Linked DNA regions of Oryctolagus cuniculus: region 2 is linked to region 1. Evidence: chromatin contacts called from public Hi-C data. All regions are on one chromosome and are shown on one strand. Each heading gives the region's core, a stretch centred on a gene start, on an enhancer-like site or on the middle of the called end of the contact. The rest is flanking DNA. Distances are from core to core; before and after follow the strand shown.

What was found. Hi-C and Micro-C count contacts between places; a contact is called where the count stands out from the background.
Region 2: a contact with region 1 is called in a Hi-C map of an unstated tissue, with 2.0 times the contacts expected there. The contact joins the enhancer-like site here to the promoter of UNC119 in region 1. A contact is called at or near these places in 2 of 6 Hi-C or Micro-C datasets (ear pinna and an unstated tissue).

Annotation. Positions count from the first base shown.
Region 1 is chr17:44,062,636-44,067,390 of mOryCun1.1, reverse strand. UNC119 (unc-119 lipid binding chaperone) reads left to right here and starts at 1,971. Exons shown (of 5, transcript XM_051825924.2): 1 at 1,971-2,268. The coding sequence starts at 2,049. PIGS (phosphatidylinositol glycan anchor biosynthesis class S) reads left to right here. Exons shown (of 12, transcript XM_051825417.2): 12 at 276-1,215. The coding sequence ends at 551.
Region 2 is chr17:44,137,895-44,143,222 of mOryCun1.1, reverse strand. It overlaps BLTP2 (bridge-like lipid transfer protein family member 2), which reads left to right. Exons shown (of 38, transcript XM_070061121.1): 15 at 103-308; 16 at 2,773-3,865; 17 at 4,269-4,460; 18 at 4,590-4,792; 19 at 4,909-5,027; 20 at 5,139-5,328. Among named protein-coding and RNA genes, the nearest start is that of BLTP2, 9.5 kb to the left of the region's middle. Within about 2 kb of position 3,667, at least 1 of the 8 cell types and tissues checked has an H3K27ac peak or open chromatin away from gene starts, as enhancers often do.

The DNA.
Region 1 (4,755 bases), core at 722-3,221:
CCAGCTGAGGCCTGGGATGAGTGTGGGCGTGCCACCCATGGTGCCCCTGGCTACCTGCAGACAGCCGTGCCAGCTCCCCAGCAGGAGTCACGATCGGAGAGAGGGTTCAAGCTGGACCTCAGAAAATAAGCCGCAGCCTTGTTAGCCTGACCTGCATAGATCCTTGGTGAACTCCAGGCCCCCTCCCTGATATACAGAAGGCCCAGTAAGGCCCAGTCCCCTTCCCCGCAATGGCCCAGGCCTTACTGCTAACCATCGTCCCCTCCCCTTCCTAGGTGTACAGGGCTGTAGCTGCAGTCCAGAAGGCAGCAGAAGAGTTAGCCTCTGGGCACCTGGCGTCTGCCTTCGTCGCCAGCCAGGAGGCTGTGACGTCCTCTGAGCGGGCCTTTTTTGACCCCTCGCTCCTCCACCTCCTCTATTTCCCCGATGACCAGAAGTTTGCCATCTACATCCCGCTCTTCCTCCCCATGGCCGTGCCCATCCTGCACTCCCTGGCCAAGATCTTCCTGGAGACCCGGAAAAACTGGAACAAATCTGAGAAGACAGACTGAGCAGGGCGGCATTTCAGCAGAAAGCCTCGCTTCTGGCCAAGGCGGGGAGGGTTCAACAGAGGCACGTGGATGGGGCTTCGGGGAGGGACTGACTGACTCTCCAGCAACCCAAGTACACCACTCCAAGATGGGCTCATCTTCCCTCCGCTCCCCAGTCCCTTGGCTCAGGTCCCTTCCCTACCTCCTTATCTGACTTGAAGGCCTCTGCCTGTCTCCCTGGAGGCGGGGGCAGCTCGCCTCTGCATAAAGCAGGGGAAAACCCTGGATTAGATTCTAGCCTGTTCCCCTGCGTTTCTCTCTGACCGCAGCAGAGGAGAGCGGTAGCGTTGCTGTCACGGACAGGGTATGGCACAGGTCACCTCCAGGATCTTCTGCCTGATTCCTCTCCCTTCTGGCTGACTTGTTGGGTACAGCCTGACCGGAGCCCAGGATCTGGTGCTGTGTGTAGCAGTTTCCCTTCATGCTTGCCGAGAGGCAGTGTGGTAAGTTCTAGACTCGGAATCAAACAGGCCTGAATTCATATCCTCGCTTCTGCAGTATTGTTTGGGGAGCTTTGGATAAGCCACTTAATCTCTCTGAGCCTGTTTTCCGTTTGTTCAAATGACACTGATGATACCTCCCTTCCAGGGCGGCTGTGAGGATTAAATGTGATAAGCACGTGAAAGTGTTTGCGCTCCGTTTGGCTCTTAGTACATAGTGAGTTTACTAGAAGTGGGAGCATGACTGTCGCTCTTTCTTCCTCCATGTCTAAAGGTTTTCTGATAAAGTACTCCTGCGCTCACAGGCCCACCTTGCCTCCACACGGCCATGTGCTCTTCCTGTCTCCAGGAAGTCCTGGAACAGCTCCTGCCTTTTAGTACCGTGTCTTGGAAAGAATAGCTTGTGCCAGTGTAAGCCCTCGGATACTCTTTCATCAGTTTGAAGAAAAAAAAAAAAAATGTTTTGAGCTGCCAAGAGCACTGTGCTAGGCGCTGGGGTATACAACAAAGCAGACAGGATCTCTGCTTTCACGGAGCAGGCCTGTCAGGGGCAAGAGTCTGAACACATAAAAATAATTTCATAGTGCTTTAGAAAGAAAAAACACCAGACTGATCAGATAGTGACTGGGGGAGGGAGGCCTTAGAGGCGATGACATTTGAGCAGAGTGACACCAGAAGGCTGGGATGAGAGCAGCAGTGGAAAAGGATCCCAGGCGAAGGCCCTGGGACTGGAACTCGCCAGAAGGGCAGAAAGACTGGGACACAGCAGGTAAGAGCACTTAGGACCTCCAATACTTCTGAAAAAGTACTCAAAAATGAACAAAATCCAGGGCAGCCCCCGTCCGCCCTAGGTCGTCCAGCCCTGGTGGGCGTGGCCCCACCGGGCCCGCCCTGGGGGCGGGGCGGTACCTGGGGCCCCGGCCGGGGGCGGGGCTGCGGACGCTCCCCCTTCCCCTGGCTCCAGCCAGCGCAGGCAGCGGCGGCGGCGGCAGCAGGCGAGCTGCGGCCCCGCGAGGCCATGAAGGTGAAGAAGGGCGGCGGCGGGGCCGGGACGGGGGCGGAGCCCGCTCCGGGGTCCTCGGGCCCGAGCCTGGAGCCCACGCTGGATCCGCGGGCTGAATCCGAATCCGGGTCCGAGTCGGAGCCAGAGGCAGGCCCGGGGCCCAGGCCGGGGCCGCTGCAGAGGAAGCAGCCCATCGGGCCGGAGGACGTGCTGGGGCTGCAGCGGATCACGGGCGGTGAGCGCCGGCGAGGGAGCGCCGCCCGCGGGCGGGAGGGAGAGCGAGCCGGGAGGGGGCCTGCAAGGCGCGCTGAGCCCCGGCCCCCGCCCCCTTTCTCGCCTCCCCTCCCCCACCAGGCCCCTCGCCTGTGTCCCCTACTCTACTCCTCTCCCTTCTGCCTGCAAGCCTGAGATCTCTGGGTTCCCCTTCCCTTGATCTCTCGGTACGCTCCCCCTCTTTTCTCTGGAGGTTTATTTCTAACCCATTTCTTCCCCTTTGAGAGTCTGTCGCTTTTTTTGGTGGAGGTGGGGCAGCATCTGCAACAGGGAGTCTTGGGGCTGGGAGGCCCGTCCGCACCAATGAGGGGGGTCACGTGCAGGGTGTCCGCCCACGCTGGGGGCCAGGGGGAGGCTGTTCCTGAGCCCACAAGACCCTCGGGTCTCCCTGAGCATTGGTGCCCCCATCCCATCTTCATCCCCAGGAGGGAACGAGCAGGAAGCGTCATTGCGCTGGCTGTGGGCCCTGTCATGGGAGCGGGTTAATGCCCCCCAAGCCTGTCCTCTCTGATCCCTTCCACCGTGGGTAGGAGTTTCTGAGTGTAATTGACTGGGTGACCTTGGACAAGTAGCTACACTTCCCTGAGCATGTTTCTTCATCTGTAAATTGGGGATACTGACACCGACTTCATCAGGTTGCTCTGAAAATAAAGAGCCGTCTGAATCTGAGCTCTGCTTGCACTATAAATAGGGCTCCTTTATCCATGCGTTGAGGGCCCCTCAGGGCTGCCCCTGGCTTCTGGGAGGCAGACAACTGGGCATGCAGGGCAGGGGAGAGGGCCACTCTAGGCAGAGGACAAGGGCCAGGACGCCTCCTGGCAGAGGCCACGGCTCAGCCTTGCAGAGACCATGGCCCTCCACATGGGATCGTTCAGCAGCAGCCCGGCCTGGCCCCCTTTGTGAGCAGCTCTGGGGCCTCTGTGTGGGGATGGGAGGCAGGCACTGGAGTGGACGTGAGCCCTGAGCTGCAGGAGCTGCAGGGCTGTGGAGGGACCCTGGTGGCAGGCCTGAGCATGCCTCTGGCTCCCTGGGGACCCCGCTCCCTCTGAGCTAAGCAGCGGGCATTCTTGTCTGGGCCCCCAGCGCGTGGAGCTCTCGTTCCTGTGGGTATTGAAGGTGGGAGAGGGCTGGAGCAGGCTGATGCTGGTGATGATTGGGCTGCGGTTTGCAGCAACAGCACCCAGTTCCAGCTTAGCTCTGGGACAGACTCCCTTATAGAAAATCGGAGGTCAGGCCGACCTGAGGCCCGGGCAACTTCTGGGGTTTGTTTTGTAACCATAGGAGGCTTCCAGCGCAGGTACTCCCATGTGTCTCCTAATTTGGAGGAAATGTCACAGCCCCGAGAGAAGGGGCATCCGTGGGCAGTGCAGCGGGCAGGTGTTCACTGGAGCCCTCCCTGTGCTGATCAGGAGCTACGTGCCGGTCTCTCCACCCTGCAGCCCTGGGATGGTCTCTTCTGACCCTAATCACACAGGTCTGAGGTTTGCTGTTCCAGGATTACCAGGCCCTGAATCCAGCTTAGGGAGCTATTTGTGGCTGAGGGGAAGGGAACAGTTGTGTTCCGAGCCCTAGGCCATCGTGACCCTGGGCCCCGGGCTGCATCCTCCCCTGGCAGAGGGAGGGAGCAGCCCCTGTTCCACGCTTCCTCTGCAACAGAGGGGTTGGCAGGTCGAGTCTGCAGTAGAAGAGACTGGGGCCAGGCTGCCAGAGGTTGCTCTCGAGCAAGTGGAGAGGCCCGGAGAGGTGGAAGATGAGGGAAGAGAGGGCTTCCTGGGGAGCTGGGAATTGGCTCCCAGGATCCCACTCCCAGCTCTGCCACCTCCCTTCCCTGTGGCCTGCACCGTCTCTCCATGAGGGCTCCCCATGGAGTTCATGGAAATAAGTATGATGGAGTCGCTGTGCATGGATGTCAGACTTCCAGTGCACCCAAGTAAACATTTGATTCCATTTTCCCATGGCCTTTTGAAGTACCCTTGTATACCTTGGGACTAGTGCTTACTTTCTATGAAAATCAGCATGGAGGTAAGAGTTACCCACGCCCATTCCCCCTCCTTTCCCCACCATGGGGCAGTGCTGGGCCCCATGGTCCCAAATGGCTGCCAGGGGGCTTCCTGGAGGGGGTTACCCCAGGCAAGGAGAAGAGGCAGACCTGGGGAAGAGAGAATGACTGTGTTCCCTTCCTCTTCCTGCCCTAGAGGAATAGGAGGTGACCCAGGGGCCTGGAGGGTAGTTTGCAGGCCTCTCGGGGCCACCAGGGGAGGGTGTGGTGCTGTACGGGATGGCAGCATGGGAGCCCCCCTGCACCGCTCTGCTCCTTCCTGTTCATCGGCCCCCTGAGCACCTGCAGTTGGTCAGCAAGAGCAGTGAGGGTTAGATCAGGCCCTGTATGTTCCTGAGCTTCCTCAAGCAGGGCCTGTCTCTGTTCCTGGTTCCCCTTAACCTCACCCAC
Region 2 (5,328 bases), core at 2,418-4,917, 74 kb before region 1:
ATTAAAGATAGCTAGTGTAAAGGGAATAAGTAAGAGGAAAGAGAGGACTTTGTTGCCATTTGAGATCTGGGGACCAATGCTGACATGACTTTTGGGTGTCAGGTGCTTCAGAGGTGCGACTGGACACGCTGACAGTCCTGGGCAGTGCCGAGACCTCCACCGTGGGGATTCAAGGGCTTGTGCTTGCACTGGTGAAGTCGGTTACAGAGAAGATGCAGCCCTGCTGCAAAGCCCCGAACATCCCCACTCCAGTGCTCAGCCTCTCCATGCTCTCTCTCACCTATCACAGCAGCGTCCGTTCTCTAGAGGTAATAAGCCTGTGGATGGCTGGACGGGGCTGAGTTTTTCCTGGCTTCCCACCTTTCTTGGTCTTTTTAACTCAGGTTGTGAACTTCATTTCATGGGAACTGTGACACCTGATTTTTTGGTTTGTTTTGGACATTTTTAACTTTTTACAGTGAAATTTAAAATACATGTAAAACTGGAGAGAAAATGTATGAGCTTCCATGTACCCAGCTTCAGTAATTATCAGTGCATGACCAACTTATTTAAGTTATACTTCATCTAATTCCCAGTCTCTAGAATTATTTTGAAGAAAACAGATATTTATTATAATTTTAGTTATAAACATTTCAGGGGGTGAGTGTTTAGCCTAGCAGTTAATACATATGCATTCTGTGTCCGAATATTACCTGGGTTCATTACTTGACTCTGGTTGCAGCTCCTGATTTCAGCTTCCTGCCAAAGCAGACTTTGCAGTGATGGCTCAATAATTGAGTTCATGCCACCTATGTGGGAGACTTGAATAGAGTTCCTGGCTTCCAGCTTAACCCTTCTCAGCCCTGGTGATTGTGAACATTTGCGGAGTGAACTAGCAAATGGGAGCTCACTTTCTCTCCCCCCCCACCAAAAAATAATTTCAATATGTATCTGAAAAATTAGGGCTTTTTTTTTTTCTAAATAATGATCTGGTATTTTTGTTCCTTTTTTTAAAGGATTTATTTATTTGAAAGGCAGAGTTAGAGAGCGTGAAAGAGAGAGAGGGAAAGGAGTCTTCCATCTGCTGGTTCACTGCCCAGATGGTTGCAGAGTCTGGAGCTGGGCCAGACCAAAGCCAGGAAACGAGCTGCTTCTAGATCTCCCATGTGGGTACAGGGGCCCAAGGACCTGGGCCATCTGCTGCTGCTTTCTCAGGCCATAGCTGAGAGCTGGATTGGAAATGGAGCATCCGAGACTTGAAATGGCACCTATATGGGATGGTGGCACTGCAGGCAGCAGCTTTACCTGCCACAACACACCTCTGGCCCCCTTGTGTTGTTTTACGGAAGCACTTGGCTCATGACATTAGACCGCTAGATGGGGCACTGGCACATTTTGAGAAGCTTCCTTATATCTTTCTTCTTTGCATGTCAGGTAGACCAGGGACCGCCTTAGGAAGAGGCTCAGCATCTTCCTGTTTTTTCAGACTTCACCCTCCTTGGGAAAATGAGGAGGTTCCTTTTCAGAAGCTGTAACTTGAATTTTCTGTCCTGGAATTTTAATTTTCTGTGTCTACCTAGATTTTCAAAATTGTGTTTTTCAAGCTGACAAGGATTCTGTTTACTTCCTTGAGGCATACTTTCACCTGTGTCAGCTGGTGTGTTGACTTGTGTAATCATCAGAACTTTTTTTTTTTTTTTTTTTTTTTTTTTGACAGGCAGAGAGACAGACAGACAGAAAGGTCTTTCTTCCATTGGTTCACCCCCAAAATGGCCGCCACGGCTGGTGCTGTGCCAGTCTGAAGCCAGGAGCCAGGCGCTTCTTCCTGGTCTCCCATGCAGGTGCAGGGTCCAAGCACTTGGGCCATCCTCCACTGCCTTCCTGGGCCACAGCAGAGAGCTGGACTGGAAGAGGAGCAACCGGGACAGAATCCGGTGCCCCAAATGGGACTAGAACCCAGGGTGCCAGCACCGCAGGCAGAGGATTAGCCTCGTGAGCCGCGGCGCCAGCTAATCAGAACTTTTTATTATACTTTTCGAGAGTTAAATTGAGGGGCTGGTGCTGTGGCATAGTGATGAAGCCACCACCCCCTACAGTGCTGGCATCCCATATAGGCACCAGTTCAAGTCCTGGCTGCTCCTCTTTTGATCCCGCTCTATGCTATGGCCTGAGAAAGCAATATAGGATGACCCAAGTCCTTGGGTCCCTGCACTTGTGTGGGAGACCTCGAAGAAGCTTCTGGCTCCTGGCTTCAGATTGGCACAGCTCTGGCCATTGTGGCCATTTAGAGAGTGAACCAGGAGATGGAAGATCTCTTTCTCTCTCTCTCTCTCCACCTCTCTGTAACTCGGCCTTTCAAATAAAGTAAATAAATCTTAAAAAAAAAAAAAAAGTTGATGTAGTCAACTCATAAGCATTTCAATTTGCAGACACTTATGGCTGTTTATAGAAAGATGATTCATGAGTGGAAACATAAAGCCAAATGAGTTATTGAGTACTTGTTGTATATACTTGATGTGCTGTGATACTAAAGAATTGAAACATATGGACAGTGTTCTCAGACAATTTAGAGTCCAGTTAAGAACTTAAAAAGTGTAAGTGCTCTTAAGTGTAAGATGAGTAACAGCTTTTAGTTCAGCATATTAGTGCTAAGGGGAACAAAGCAAGGCAGTAATTTGTGGTTACTCAAGGAATACTTCTGGGTGGAGATGGTTCTTGTGCCAGGTATGCCTAGTAATGTCTGCCTGCTTGAGACATGGTAATTGATAGGCCCTTTTCTGTTGCTTCTTGAAGGTTCAGTGTGGTGCTGGGCTGACCTTACTCTGGAGCCCCCCAGATCACATGTATCTGTACCAGCATGGCCTGGCTGCCCTGCAGTGCAGAGACCTACTAAGAACCACTCTGTTTCCCGAGACTGTTCCATCCCTTGCACTAGAGGCTCCAGAGACCACTTCAGAGCCAGAAGACCATCCGCCAGAGCCATTGCCTCCAAAGAGGCTGCTAAACCTGACACTGGAAGTGAGCACAGCCAAGCTGACTGCTTTTGTTGCTGAGGACAAGTTCATTACCCTGGCTGCAGAGAGTGTGTCAATGAGCCGCCACGGAGGTTCATTGCAGGCTTACTGCCCAGAACTGGCTGCTGGCTTTGATGGCAATAGCATCTTCAACTTCAAGGAGGTGGAAGTACAGCTGCTACCTGAACTGGAGGAGATGATCCTCCACCGGAACCCCTTTCCTGCACTGCAGACCCTTCGCAACCGTGTTTGGCTCCTTTCCCTTGGCTCAGTTTCAGTGGAGTTTCCTTATCAGTACGACTTCTCTCGAACTCTAGATGAGGCCGTGGGAGTTCAGAAATGGCTGAAGGGGCTACATCGGGGGACTCGTGCTTGGACTTCTCCAGGCCCTGCCCCGCTCCCACCTGATCTACTCTTAAAGGTTCAGCACTTCTCTTGGGTTTTCCTGGATGACATCTTTGAGGTGAAACTTCATGACAACTATGAACTAATGAAGGATGAAAGTAAGGAGAGTGCAAAGAGGCTGCAACTGCTGGATGCCAAAGTGGCTGCCCTTCGGAAGCAGCATGGAGAGTTACTGCCAGCCCGCAAAATCGAGGAGCTCTATGCCTCTTTGGAACGCAAAAACATTGAAATTTACATTCAGCGCTCCCGTCGTCTCTATGGCAACACACCCATGCGCCGGGCGTTGCTCACTTGGAGCCTGGCAGGGCTAGAAGTGGTGGCTCTGGCAGATGCCTCCTTCCACGGGCCTGAGCATGTGATAGAGCAGGTTCGAGAGCTTGATCCAGGCAGCCCTTTTCCTGCTGAAGGAATTGATCTTGTCATCCAGTGGTGTCGTATGCTCAAGTGTAATGTCAAGACCTTTCTGGGTATGTAGTGCTTCCCTTGCTTGTAGAGCCTGAAGTTTGCCCTCTGAGTTCCAGGAAACTCTCTAAGTGATTGCAGAGAGCTAGGCTATCCTGGGAACTGTGACTCTTAGGATAGGTGGGCTCCCCTTCCCTTTCTTTGTTCCTGAATTTCATGCTGAAACTGCTTGACTGACACAAAGGGACAACTGACACAGTCCTCTTTAAGACAGTTGTGGCTCTTGGAACTCAGTACTATGCCCCTCATCTTCTGTTCCAGGGTCTTTGTGTCCTTTCTCAGCTCTGACCTTGTCCTCTCAGTTGACTTTGTAAATATGGGTGGGTAAAAGTGTTGGAGAGGGAAAAAAAATGCCTGAGAGTGCTCAGCCAGCCCCAGAATAGCCGGTGTGTATCTTCTCCGTAATAGTTCGGATCAGAGACTATCCTCGGTACCTGTTTGAGATCCGTGATTGGCGGCTGATGGGTCGACTTGTGGGCACCGAGCAGAGTGGTCAGCCATGCTCCCGTCGGCGTCAAATCCTGCGCTTGGGGCTTCCATGGGGTAACGTGGCAGTAGAGAGGAACATGCCCCCCCTCAAGTTCTACCATGACTTCCGCTGTGAGTAAAGAAGACTGGTTGGTTTCGCTGAGGGATATTTATGGGAGGTGAGCTGAGGCATTCTGGAGTGAAAGAGAAAGAAATGGGTAGAGTCATGTAACATGTTGTAACCTTTGTTCTTCTACCCAGCGGAAATCTTCCAGTACACCGTGGTGTGGGGCCCTTGCTGGGATCCAGCCTGGACACTGATTGGCCAGTGTGTGGACCTCTTGACCAAGCCCTCGGCTGATCCCAGCCCACCTTTGCCCTGGTGGGACAAGAGCCGTCTTCTCTTACATGGGGACTGGCACATGGACATTGAACAAGCGAACTTGCACCAGCTGGCTACTGAGGTGAGGGGTCCTGTGGTATATTGTTGGGCCTGTCCAGCACATGGGGAAAGAGAAAATTGGGAGATAAAGATCATTCTCTGACCCATATCTCACCCAAGTTTTGGGCATGGTTATAGGATCCATATAACACAACTGAAAATATGCACTGGGAATGGAACCATCTGTCTTTTCATTGGAAACCTGGTCAGTTTATGTTCAAGGGTGACCTGGATATCAACGTGAGAACAGCTTCTAAGTGAGTAGAATGAAAGATGGGGCCCCAACTGGGTGGGGGCTTGGAGAGGGGAAGAGCCCAGGGGAAATGAGTGACCATATCACTGAGGGCTAGGGCTCCGTTGTGAGGCAGGTATGACGACTGCTGCTTCCTTCACCTGCCTGACCTCTGCATGACACTGGACCTGCAGTGGCTGTGCCATGGGAACCCTCATGATCACCACAGTGTCACTCTGAGGGCCCCAGAGTTCCTGCCTGAAGTGCCCTTGGGCCAGCTCCATGACTCCTACCGGGCCTTCCGCTCTGAGAACCTCAATCTCTCC